2 separate regions of the Mus musculus genome follow, and region 2 is linked to region 1. Evidence: chromatin contacts called from public promoter capture Hi-C data. All regions are on one chromosome and are shown on one strand. The core of a region is the stretch at or near the end of the contact, and the rest is flanking DNA. Distances in the headings are between cores, read along the strand shown.

Region 1 (6,062 bases), core at 1,640-4,139:
GTGCTCCCCACGAGAAAAGTCATCCCTGGGACTGTAACCCTGTCAGAATCCTGTGGCTTAGGAGGTCACAGGACCCGGGGAGAGCCTACTGCTGTCCCGCTAGATGGACTTGCTGAACTTTATGCCTCTATCACAGGTTACTGCTGCTTTCAGCCTTAGCCAGACTCTTTCTGCTGTGGGCAGCAATACAGACAGGCTCGCAACTGTCAAAGCACTGGGAATAGGTGACTGTTGAGAGCCTGGCCCTAAGTAGGACGTCTGTATCAGCAGCCAAGGTCAGGAAATAGGGAAGAGGGACCAAAAAGAACACAAGATCTGCAGAATGGGAGTCCTGGGAAATACTGTCTTCTGCATAGTACAGAGAATCGCATGTATGGACAGCTCCCGTGACTGCACAAAGCCTAGACAACCAAGCCAAGAAGGCCAGCTAATGTTCCAGCCAGCAATACTAGGTAAACTCGGTGGGTTGCCAAAGACGAAGTCACAAGAGCGGGAGGGGGACATGTTGAGGGACATCAGGAGGGAAGAGTCGAAGTGGATAAGATCAAAATGTGTTGTATACACAGACGCAGTTGTCAAAGAATAAATGAAAGATGCAGAAAAAAGAGAAGGGATGTGTAAGGCAGCCAGGTGTGCCACTCAACGGTAGAGCTTGTGTGTGGCCTTTGTAAGGTGCTAATTGGATCTCTGCCGTCCCGTCCCATATCTGCTTCTCCCACTCTGGGAGTGTCAGGCCCCTCACTCACCCGCCTGGACTGGAGGGAGAGATTAGCTGGGGCGAGTGAGTGCAGGTAGAATTTTTGGGTCAGTGGTGAGTTCAAGGGCAAGGGACACACACACAACACAGGAACAGCTTTGGGTTTATTGGTGTGGGGAGAGGGGTATTTATGCCCCCGGGAGGTGCCAGGGTTACTGGGACAAGGTTGGTGTGACTGCCAATTATCATTGGCCAGGGAAGGAGTGTTGGAAGACTCAGGGGAGGAGGGAGCCTTATAGGGTCAAACAAAAGTACTAAATTCCTACTAGGGTTGATGGTGGGACAGCTGGCTTCATGGTGTCAGGTTGGAAGCGTGTGTGTGTGTGTGTGTGTGTGTGTGTGTGTGTGTGTGTGTAACTAACTCCTGCTATCCTCATCTGAGGTATCCAGGGTTGAAGCACTCTTCCGCCTTTCCTCTGCAGTCCTGGGCCATAGATTTCTAGCATAAAAAGAATAAAAGACAGGGCTGGAGAGATGGCTGAGCAGTTAGGACCACGTGCTGTTCTTGCAGAAGACACAGGTTCAGTACCCAGCATCCATCTGGTGGCTTATAACCATCTTACCCCACTTGCAGAGAATCTGACACCCTCTTCTGGCATCCAGTGGCAGGCACATGGGCAAGACACTCATAACACTTAAAATAACTTTTGAAAGACTAGTCTTAAAAAAAAAAAAAGGGGCTGGCGAGATGGCTCAGTGGGTAAGAGCACCCGACTGCTCTTCCGAAGGTCCAGAGTTCAAATCCCAGCAACCACATGGTGGCTCACAACCATCCGTAATGAGATCTGACTCCCTCTTCTGGAGTGTCTGAAGACAGCTACAGTGTACTTACAATAATCAATAAATAAATCTTTAAAAAAAAAAAAAAAAAAAAAAAAAAGGATAAAGGAAAAACAGAAAGAATACCCAATACCAGTAGGTTGTGCCCTCTGAGTATGTTGGAATGTGGCCTGAGGGGTGTCTGCCCACTGCAGCTGGTCTGCAGCTGGTCTTGGCTCTCAGATTGGGTATGACTGGCTGCAGGTGTCCCAGCTTCTTGCTTAGAGATACAGTTTCTCAAGGGATCTTTTATGTCCCTTAATAATCCACTCTTACTTCCTTAGGTGTTTGTTGTGGAGATGGGGTCTCATGTAGCCCAGGCTGGCCTTGAACTTACCAAGTAGCCAAGGATGGCCTTGACTCTTCCTGCCTCTACCTTCTGAGTCCTGCCTGGGATGGCCACCACACATGGCTTCCTTCCTTGAGTCTTGCACTGGGCTCCACGTGTGCACGATTTCTCTGTGTGGCTTTCCATTTGTGTATTTCGGAGGTACCAAAGGGTCAGTGAGACAAGAAACTCCCCCAGGCTCCCAACCCATTGCCTGTTACTGAATTATTCCCTCATCTTGTTCCCTTTTCCTTAATGCTTCTCTGTCCTCATGCATACACAGGGACTGGGAACCACCTTTAAAGGCACAGGTGACCAAGGGACGCTCTTTCTCATCCATAGCTTGAGGGTCTTGGGAGTTCAAGTTGGCTCAGAAATTGGGATTCAAAGTCCCCAGGGCAGCTAGGGAATGGCAGAAGAGGAACCAGATAATGACACGCAAACAGCTCTGCACAGATGGCAGAGGGGACGGCTTGGCTCCTTTAACCCTAGTGTCCCACAGAAGGAAGAGCTGTGGGCAACTGGAAGGGGAGATGGCCTAGTGACCTGACTATAAGAGGAACTAGGTGGCAGGGTGGGACAAAACCGGCTGTGTGGCCAGAATGAGAATTTGGAAGCTATCCTAAGGCACAAGACAGTCCTCGAAGTCTTGGTGGCCTCTCTGGTCTTAAGTGCACCCCAGCAGAGTGCCTTGCACCCAAGGAAGGAAAGGCTTTGAGGAGCCCCGTGGCTGTTGAGGATCAGGCCTGTATGCACAGGATAGGGACAACTACCCATGCTGTGTGAAGCAGGCAGGCAGCAGAACTCGGGGCACAGGGAACTGAGGGGGGGAACTGGGAACTGTGGTTTAGGGCCTATGGTCCGGAGTGCACACGTGGATCTCTTCCCAGTCACAGCCCCAGGAGCAGTCACACTGGGTTGCCATGGAGATACCTGTGACATCATGCAGGCCTAAAGCACAGGATACCTGCCTCCTCCCTTCTTGTCTCACAAGTGATTCCCTGGGGACCAAAATGAACATGCTACCCAGGAGGTAAGTCTAGAATGGCAGTCCTTGTCCTCCAAACCAGAAGCCTGGAGCCAATGAGCTTTAAATAACCATTAGCCCCAGGATTGCTCTAGCTGCCTCACCAGGTTCACAGAGCCCTAACTCAGTGGCCCCTCTCCAGCTACTGTTAGGGGCTCCTCGTCATTTATACCACCTAAATTTGAGCCGACTTTCTTGGGGACAGAATAAGTGTGGTCTGGTTTGGATCTCTGAACAGATGTGGTCACATGTGTTCCACCAGGTATGTACCTCCGAAGCCACTGTCCCCACAGGGCACTTGTAAAGGACAGGATAGGGTGTGTGTGTGTGTGTGTGTGTGTGTGTGTGTGTGTGTGTGTGTAAGGTCCCTGATAAGAGGAGGTCATTCTTTGACAATGAAGATGTGACCCCCTTGGAGTAGGTATCCCTGCCCTCCTGCCTTCTCCAGGGCTCTGCTGTTTCAGGGAACCTCGTTGTGAAGTGGGTAGATGACAGGGGTTGGTTCCTCATTTGCCCTGAGCATGAAGACTGGGGTTTGAGAAGGGCCAGGCGATGCATAATGCTGAGCAGCTTTGAGAGAGCAGGGGCTCTGCCCAGAGCTGAGCACCCCTCTCCTCCCCCTTGAACCCATAGGAGAATTCTGGGGCACCTTGGAATTAACGTGATGGATTAGCATCTACATGCAAAGCCATGGCAGGGTGGGGGTGGGGAGTCTAAAATAAAATACTATTTTTACTTGAAGTTTCCTCTAGACAAAACTGACTTGGAATCAGAACTGAAGCCCCATTTGCAGCCTTACCAAAGTCTGCCTTGCACTTGCTGAGTTCCTCTGCGAGGAAGCCATTTTTATTTTTATTTTTAAGATTTATTTATTTTCATTTATATGAGTACACTGTAGCTGTCTTCAGACACAGCAGAAGAGGGCATCAGATCCCATTACAGATGGTTGTGAGCCACCATGGGAATTGAACTCAGGACCCCTGGAAGAGCAGCCAGTGCTCTTATCCACTGGGCCATCTCTCCAGCCGGAGGAAGCCACTCTATGTGAGCTCTGATCCCTCTTTGGGCTAAGCCCACCTTTCTCCCAGGAGATTGCGCCCCGAGATTCACTCCCACTTTCTGGGACTGCAGCCAGGTTTCCAGCTTGTCTTTCTGGACACAGCCCCAGGGGTTGTGACAGGGTTTGGGGGTGGGGTGGGGGTGAAAGATGACATCACCAGGCTAAGCAACAGCTGCCCTCTGCCCTCCTCAAGAAGGGAGGGGCCCCTGGGAACACTCGCAGCCTGTTCCTGCGGCTGCCTTGTTGACAGACATCTCATTTTTATCGTTTGCATTGAGTTTGTTCGCTAGTTAGTAGCTCTTTACTGAGGTGTTATAATAATCTGTGCTCCCTGAAAAAAAGATTCACTAGAAAAATTTGTCAAGGAAGGGTTTTTTGTTTTGTTTTATTTTATTTTTTGTTTAAGTCTGAGTGTCTGTCTGTCTGTCTGTCTGTCTGTCTGTCTGTGTATCATGTGAGTGCAGTGCCTGCTGAGGCTAGAAGAGGGAGTCAGATGGGAACTGGACAGATGGTTGTGAGCTGCCCTGTGGGTGCTGGGAATTGAACCTGGGTCCTCGGGGAGAGCAGCCACTCCTCACCCCTGCGCCACCCCTCCAGCAACTCTCCTCTCCCTCTTTTCTCAGGAAGGTGTCCAATGCTTAAATGAATCCCCAGTGACTGAGGTGATCCACCCAGCTTGCAGCTGTGGGGCTAACCCCAAGATTCTTTTTTTTCTTTTCTCTTTTCTTTTCTTTTAAAAAGATTTATTCATTATATGTAAGTACACTGTAGCTGTCTTCAGACACTCCAGAAGAGAGAGTCAGATCTCATTATGGATGGTTGTGAACCACCATGTGGTTTCTGGGATTTGAACTCAGGACCTTTGGAAGAGCAGTCAGTGCTCTTAACCGCTAAGCCATCTATCTCTCCAGCCCTCTTTTCTCTTTTCTTTTCTTTCTTTTCTTTTCTTTTCTTTTCTCTTTTCTTTTCTCTTTTCTTTTCTTTTTAAAAGATTTATTTATTTATTATATGTAGTACACTGTAGCTGTCTTCAGATGCACCAGAAGAGGGCGTCAGATCTTATTACAGATGTTTGTGAGCCACCATGTGGTTGCTGGGATTTGAACTCAGGACCTTCGGAAGAGTAGTCGGTGCTCTTAACCACTGAACCATCTCTCCAGCCCTTTTCTTTTCTTTTCTTTTCTTTTCTTTTCTTTTCTTTTCTTTTCTTTTCTGTTCTGTTCTGTTCTTTTCTTTTCTCTTCTTTTCTTTTTTCTTTTTGTTTGTTTGTTTTTGTTTTTGTTTTTCCGAGACAGGGTTTCTCTGTATAGCCCTGGCTGTCCTGGAACTCACTTTGTAGACCAGGCTGGCCTTGAACTCAGAAATCTGCCTGCCTCTGCCTCCCGAATGTTGGGATTTAAGGCATGCGCCACCACACCCAGCCTTTCTTTTCTTTTTTAAAGCTTTTTTTTTTTCCTGCTAGGTGGTGATGGCACACACGTTTAATCCCAGCACTGGGGAGGCACTACAGATCTCTCAGTTTGAAGCCAGCCTAGTCTATAATGTGTAGTTGTATAAAACAATCCACGCTATAGCCAGCTATGTGCTGGCAGGTCTCCCCACCTCCATGGGGAGTCCCAAAACGGTGGTATGCCCTGGTTCCCAAGGCCTGCTGCCCCCTGTGACTTCCCATGTGCCTACAGAGGCTGATAATTTACCATCCAGATTTATAACAGTAAATTCTCGACCTCCAAAATGCCCATACAAAGAACTCGTAACTCAATTGATATAGATACAAGCTGCACACCTAGATTGGACAGATGTGCCCTACATTACTCAATTGTCTATCAAAGCAATCCCCAGTTACTTATGGCTCCTAGGACCACGTGGCACGTGGTTCTAGCTGGTCACCCTCTCCTTTAGGTACCGTCTTGTCTCTCCTGTTTCTGCCTCCCACCCATGTCTCTCTCTGTCTCTGTCTCTCTCTGTGTCCCTTCTCTAAAACTTTCAGTTCTACCTTCTTTTTTCACTGCCCAATCACAGGTCTAGCCTTATCTGACTAATAAGATTTCAGCTGACCTCACCTTCGTAC
Region 2 (6,233 bases), core at 3,033-5,532, 120 kb before region 1:
GCAGAAACCTTTTTTACCCTGAAGCTGAACAAAAAGCCTGCTGGGGTAAATGGGCTGGAAAGCCCAGTTAGAGCGGTGGTGGCTGACAGCCCTGCGGCATGCCTTAAGCCTGCACTCCCCCATCGCCGCACTTCAGGTTGGCCGGAGCTCGGCTGTAAAGCTCCATTGAGGGCGTGCTTGGTAGGGTCTGTACAATACAAGAGGCTTCATGGGAGGCCTGCTTTTGTTTGTGGGTTGTGGGGAGCCGCCACCACATTCAGGGCTGTCTGTGCACCACAGTCTCACCCAAGTTTATCAGGCCAAAGAGCTTCCTTTGCTTGACCTGATTTCTGACGGGCAACTGATCAGTGTTCTGTTTCAAGAAACAGTCCCTGCGGCACGAGGAGGGCCATGCCAGACGACAGGGGCCGACCAGCTTGATGGAGCTTCCCAAACTGAGGCTGTCGGGAATGACCAAACTGTCATCATGTTCCAGCCCTGCACTGCGGTCAGTGCTGGGCACTGGAGCAAATGGAAAAGTCCCTGTGCTGAGACCCCTGAAGTGTGCTGCTGTGAACAAGAAGGTAGTACGTCTCTAGCTTCTCTGTGGGGCTGCTCTCAGTCTGGCCTTGGCCTCCACTCAGTGTCTGTGGTTCTTCTTCACCAGACAGACACGCAGAAGGACATCAAACCTCACCTGAAACACTATCACCTGCCCACGATCAACAGGAAAGGGGGCGAATACTGAACGGCCCGCCACCCAGTCGTCCTCTTGGAGAGCAAGGGCTGGCACCATGGCAGGCGTAGGCCTCTGCGGCTGAGAGTGGATGGGCCAGAGGCTGCCCCATGCTGGTGCTCCTCGCACTGCGTGGTGGCCAGGACATGCTGCCTTGCAGCCTGTCTCTCTCCACAAGCTGGAGCCTTGCGTGTTTGCAGCTCCAGAGCGGCTGCACTGAATGTTTCCGTTTAATATATTTGTAAAACCACCTTATGCAAGGGTTTGTTTCATTTTCTTAATGTAAGGATCTGAGGTGACTTTCTATGAAAGAACAGATATGATGGGGCATGGCAGCTAGCTCGTGCCTGTAATTCTAGCACTCAGGAGGCAGAGGAGGAGGAGGCCTGGGCTATACAGTGAGTATCCCTGCCTCAAAAAGAGAAATAAAAGATAGACCAAAATCTGTGATGAGGGACGTAGGCTTAGTTGAGAGGCGGTTGTGCATGTTGTACCTCAGTGTTTCCTGACAGGACTGGCAGGTATTGTAGGTGTTGTGACTGTGGTACCTCCTAGGAATGCTGTTGGAGACAGAATCCCACTGAATAAGGCACTGTCACAGTGTCTCATCCAAACATTCTTCACTTAGATATGTTGAGCCACACCTTTGTGTTTGCTTTCCTGAGCTGCAGATGGGCAGGCTGATCTCCGAGTGCCAGCTTCAAGTGGCCACATTGTCTTGGCTGCCAATGCCTAGGCTCCTTTAGGGATGTCCACCAAGTTGACTGGATTGCCAGTGTTGCTTGGAGCAAGTAGGAAAGTTGGGGCACCTTGTGCCCTGGAAAAAGACACTGGGCTAGGGAGATAGTGTGCAGGTAAGATGCTTGCTGCATCTGAGGACCTGAATCAGGTTCCATAGAGTCCGTGTAACATCCCTATAACCCCATCACTGGGGAAGGGAACAGTACAGAATGGGAAAGACAGGAGGGTCTCTGGGGGCTTTCTGGCCCCTAAAGCGTGCTGAACCAAAACCCAGCAAGCTCCAGATTCAGTGAGATTATCCCGTGGGAATCAATGACTCAGAAAACAGTTAATGGCACACTAGGTGTCCTCCTGGGACTCCTGCACATGCGCATGGGTGCACTCTAGCACACAGTGTGTGTTCTCCTCCTGCCTGTTTTACTACAGGGAAGGGATGGAAACACTATAAAAACAGCACTGAGTGGACTCAGGGCAAAAGCAGCCATCAGACAGCTGGACTTGAGCACAAGATCCCCCTAAGCTCCTTAGGGCTTGTTTTTGCTTTTGCCATGTGGAATCCGGGGCCCCATGCACTCTGGGTAAGCAGTCTTAGCAGTAGCCTAGCCTCTGCTCAGTCCTGGGGAACAAAGGAATTGAGTATGCTTTTTTTCTTTTCTATCTTTTCAAATTTATACCATTTAAAAAGCAAAACTTCACAGGGAAGTATTGAGTCTCAATCTGATCCCTTCCTTAAGGACTCTACTGACCCAAGCTTCAGGCCACCAGGCAGGTGGGGGGGTTGGGGCAGTGACACCACAGGACAATGTGGGACAGCAGAGGGCAGTATGGGCGTGGAACATTGTGGGTATGGGTGTCCAGCACAGGCAGGCTTGAGACTGGAGATGGGGCTTAGAATGGGCAGAGCCAGGGCCTGGAGGGTCTCTTCTACATTTATGTGACAGTCTTGTGTACCCTGGCATGGAGGAGAGTGTCTGCAGAGAAGGGCTGTCCTGCCTTTGCTGTTGGTTTTAGGAGTCTCAGTCCAGTAGTATTAACCAGGCTCACAGGCAGGCCAGCACAGAAAGGGCCCAACGATGAGAGCTAGCAGAGCAGGCCTGACAGAACGGCCCAAAGGAGGACCTGCGTGGCTGGCAAGCTGGACTGAGCCTGGGGACAGGGTTAGGGTACCTGCCCCTGGAAAGGCTGCTGCAAGGATCTGAGAGGAAAGCAAGCCTCTCGGCTTTCTCGGCCTCCTGTGCGTCTGGCACACCTGCCCAGCACAGCAGCTTCTGTGAATCGTCACCATAGCATTCTGAATGGAAAGGCCAACAAGCCTCACCATTCTCTGACGTGTATCTAACATGACTGTAGACACTAGGGTGCAGCATTCCCTCTACCTCAGACTTCAGAGTGGCATCTGTCATCTCTTACAGTACCAGGTAAGTGAGCTGTTGTTACTTCCTATGGCTCCAGGACCTGCTGTATGCTGGGTGTCCCTGGTGTTAGGGCAGCTATAGAACCATATGGAAGACATCTTAGACCTCGGGGCTAGGGACTAATCTTAGAAACAGAGCCAGAAGATTGTTACAGGCACAGAGTCATCTAAGGTAAACTGGGACACATCTGGTCAAACACAGACCTGTGACACAGACTGGTGGAGGTTGGCCCCGAGTTGTCAGCAAGAGCCGTGGGGTACAACTGAGCATCTCGTCAAATGGGGCTCAAGTTTCCCACAAATACTTGCTGCCCTGGTGTCCACCTGGTGTCCTCCTGTCACTTCCTATAGATGGGGGCATCGAGGAGGGAGCCACTCTGGGAGGTCACCAGGCTCTGTGCTGCAGGCTTGGGTTTCGAGGGCAGTTCCTAATCACTTTCTTGTGGGTGTTTTGGACTCATAGGGCTGAGTTTCTCTGTGTGATAGATCAGTGTTCCAAGATGACAGGAACACCAAACTGTAAAATGTGCCAACACTTTCTTCTAATATGATCTGAGCATGTGATTCATAAATTGTACTTACATAGTGAGCAGGCTCAATGCCACCGACCCTCATGACCTACCTTGATCACCAGAACCTGCATGGTAGGAAAGGAGGAAAGAGCTCCCTCGAGTGTTCTAACTCCCTACGCAGTGTGCCTCTTGAATGAGGCACGGTGGTGTATGCCTGAAATCCACGCACTGAGACTTGGATGGCCGAGGGAGCATGACTGCTTTCATTTTGAAGTAATCTAAGCTACACTGTGAGTTCCAGGCTAGCCAAGGCCTGTCAAAACAGAACACAACAGAACAAACAGGAAAGAAGAAAGTGAGTCTTGGCGTCCTATGCTGCACCTTCCCAAGATGGAGGCAGGGCTAGGGGCCTTGCAGGCAGCAGCAGAAGGAAGCGGCTTCCCCAGCCTGGGAGCCAGGAACCTACGGTGAATGAAGACAAACTTGGGCTTTGCTTTGTGAACTGTGCAGTAGCATCATCCTGTGGCAAATTCATCCGGCCTAGCTAGAGCCCACACTCCTTCCTTCCACGGCCCCAGTTTAATGGGCTCATTTGGAGAAATGTTTTGATACCTTGTGGCTTACTCTCACCCACATAAAGCCTACATGGAACCCGCTGTGTATGATTCTTTAAAAGCTGTGGAAGCCCCCCCCCCCCCCAGCTTGGAAACCCGGGCATTGTCTCTATCACCGGCAGCAGCTCCAGGTGAGCGAGGAATTCAACCAGAGCAGGCAGACACATGCCAGCAGATGCCAACCCTCCGGAAGCCCCATGTGACTGATGTCCGAGCTAACTCTGTTCTGTGCTGCGGCAGAGGCTGTGGAAACGCACAGTATGTGGTTTCAGCTTTCAAGGACAGCAGGGGGACTCTAAGCCATGAGAAAAGGTCATGTGCCTACACCAAAGTCCCCATGCCGGGCAGCCCCATAGTGTGTGGACTTGGCCCAGAGCCAAGACTTCTCCGACAAGACGCGTTTTTAACAGACTGACAGGAGGATCAAGGACTGTGATACACAAAAAAATGAAGTACTTCAATACCAACCAAGAAATGAGGCCAAAACAAAAAGATCTATACAATTTAAGTTTAAAAAAGGATAAACAAATAGTATATTCAAGATAATTTTAATATTAATGTTTTTGTGAATTAGAAATATCACTCTTAAATGATGAAAATTACTAGTGGGAGTGACTATTTACCCCCATTTCAGAATTACATTATTTACACATATAATACAGACTTGATTGCATCGGAAACAACAGTACTAAAATAAATGTTAACAGATAAAAAGGGCATCTCCTCTCGTATCGTGAGGCCGGGAGCCCGTTACCCCATAGTCAAAGTCATTTCTATTAGCATTAAACTATTTAAGTGCAAACAATGTTTTAAGTCTATGATTGCAGCATCTGTCTGTCTGCAGCACGTGTTTAAGTTGGAGGTGACAGCTGTCTCCATGAGTGCATCCCAGGCTGTCTAATGACCACCTAACGTATAACACACATCAGTGCAAAACCAGAGCCAAGTGCTATTTAGAACAGCTTGATTTAAGGTTTCTGTTCAAGAAACATTTTACTTTACACTATGTATATATGTGTGTGTATATATATATATATATATATATATATATATATATATATATATATGGATTTAGTTACATTGAATTTTAGAGTAAAAAGCAAGAAAACTCCATTTCTCAGTTTTTACTGCAGCCCCAACAGACTGACTTAAAAATGGAAACAACTCTTTGGGTTTAGCAGCTCCACACAGCCCTGCAGGCCGCTGCTGCCTGCCGCCTGCCTGTGGCTCCAGCGCAGCTCATGGCTCCGTTGTCGTCTGTCACTCCCTCGGTCCACGCGTGTCCGGGGAGCCTGGGAGCAGCAGTGCACCTGCTACACTACAGTCCCACCTGGAGAAGTGGCCTGGTTTGGGGATGACAACAAGCCCTGTGAACAAAGCAGTTTCCATTATTCCAGCAAGACACAGGGCAGTGCAGAGAGCCCTGGAGCTCACCCTTGCCAGCCAGCATCCTTTCCAAGGGCTGGAAGCCAGGCTTTAACACACTCTCTGTTCACCTAGCTAATTCTCAGAGCATTGTACTGTGCCTGGATCGAGATTTTGCCTCAACAGCTGCTAGAAGGAAGGTGGAGAAGGTGTTTACTGGAGACTATCAGAGCCTTTGGGAGAGGGTGTGGCTCAGGCAATGTAGCTGAGGACAGGGTCAGAGCCAGGTAGTCCTCCAAGGGCAGTCTAGTGGCACTTTTAGAAAGGCATCTTCTCCTGGGGTGCACCTGCTTTCTTGTGCAGCACCCCAAGAGTTAGTTTGGCCAGTAGATAGGCGCTGCAGAAAAGGAGACCAGGCCCTGGTGGTGATTCCTGCAGCTAGGATGGGTAACGGGAGGAGCAGCTACCCACACTGGCTAGCACAGAGCCTAAGCACCCTCAGAGCCAAGGGCACTCACTCACTCCTGGGCTGTGTACACTCAGTCACATCAGAGCCTGCTGCTCAGTTCTTAGGAATGTGACGGTTACAGCAGCAGAGCATTAGAACTTGGCTCCAGGGAATGAACCCAACATCTTTCAGCTGTCCCGAAGGATTATTCACTTGTTGAGTATTATTTACAAGTGACAACATTTAATGCTAAGTAAACCCTGCTACATTTTCCTAAGACTGTTAGTGCAGACATGAGGGCTGACAGTTGTGAGTGGGCCATCGGCTTCACCCCAGGCTGGGCTGGGAGGGCGGTAGGGAAGAGCTGGCCCACTGCAAACCACCTGGCCTAGCCTTTCTTACCTCAGGCTGGAAATCTATTTAT

What was found. Promoter capture Hi-C pulls out the DNA fragments that hold promoters and counts their contacts.
Region 2: a contact with region 1 is called in a promoter capture Hi-C map of neural stem cells. The contact joins the enhancer-like site here to the promoter of 1700001K19Rik in region 1. A contact is called at or near these places in 3 of 39 promoter capture datasets (frontonasal cranial neural crest, macrophages and neural stem cells), 1 of 484 Hi-C or Micro-C datasets (muscle stem cells), 3 of 115 datasets of contacts at active chromatin or transcription factors (embryonic stem cells, pancreatic cancer cells and stem cell-derived neural progenitor cells) and 3 of 9 other capture datasets (adipose tissue, liver and pancreatic islet).

What each region holds. Positions count from the first base shown.
Region 1 is chr12:110,679,446-110,685,507 of GRCm38.p6, reverse strand. 1700001K19Rik (RIKEN cDNA 1700001K19 gene) reads left to right here and starts at 2,889. Exons shown (of 6, transcript NM_025488.2): 1 at 2,889-2,937.
Region 2 is chr12:110,802,535-110,808,767 of GRCm38.p6, reverse strand. It overlaps Mok (MOK protein kinase), which reads left to right. Exons shown (of 12, transcript NM_011973.2): 11 at 363-563; 12 at 647-970. The coding sequence ends at 727. It also overlaps a transcript of Wdr20 not described here. Among named protein-coding and RNA genes, the nearest start is that of Mok, 35 kb to the left of the region's middle. Within about 2 kb of position 4,282, at least 23 of the 459 cell types and tissues checked have an H3K27ac peak or open chromatin away from gene starts, as enhancers often do. A contact at or near this core is called in neural stem cells, where this site is marked.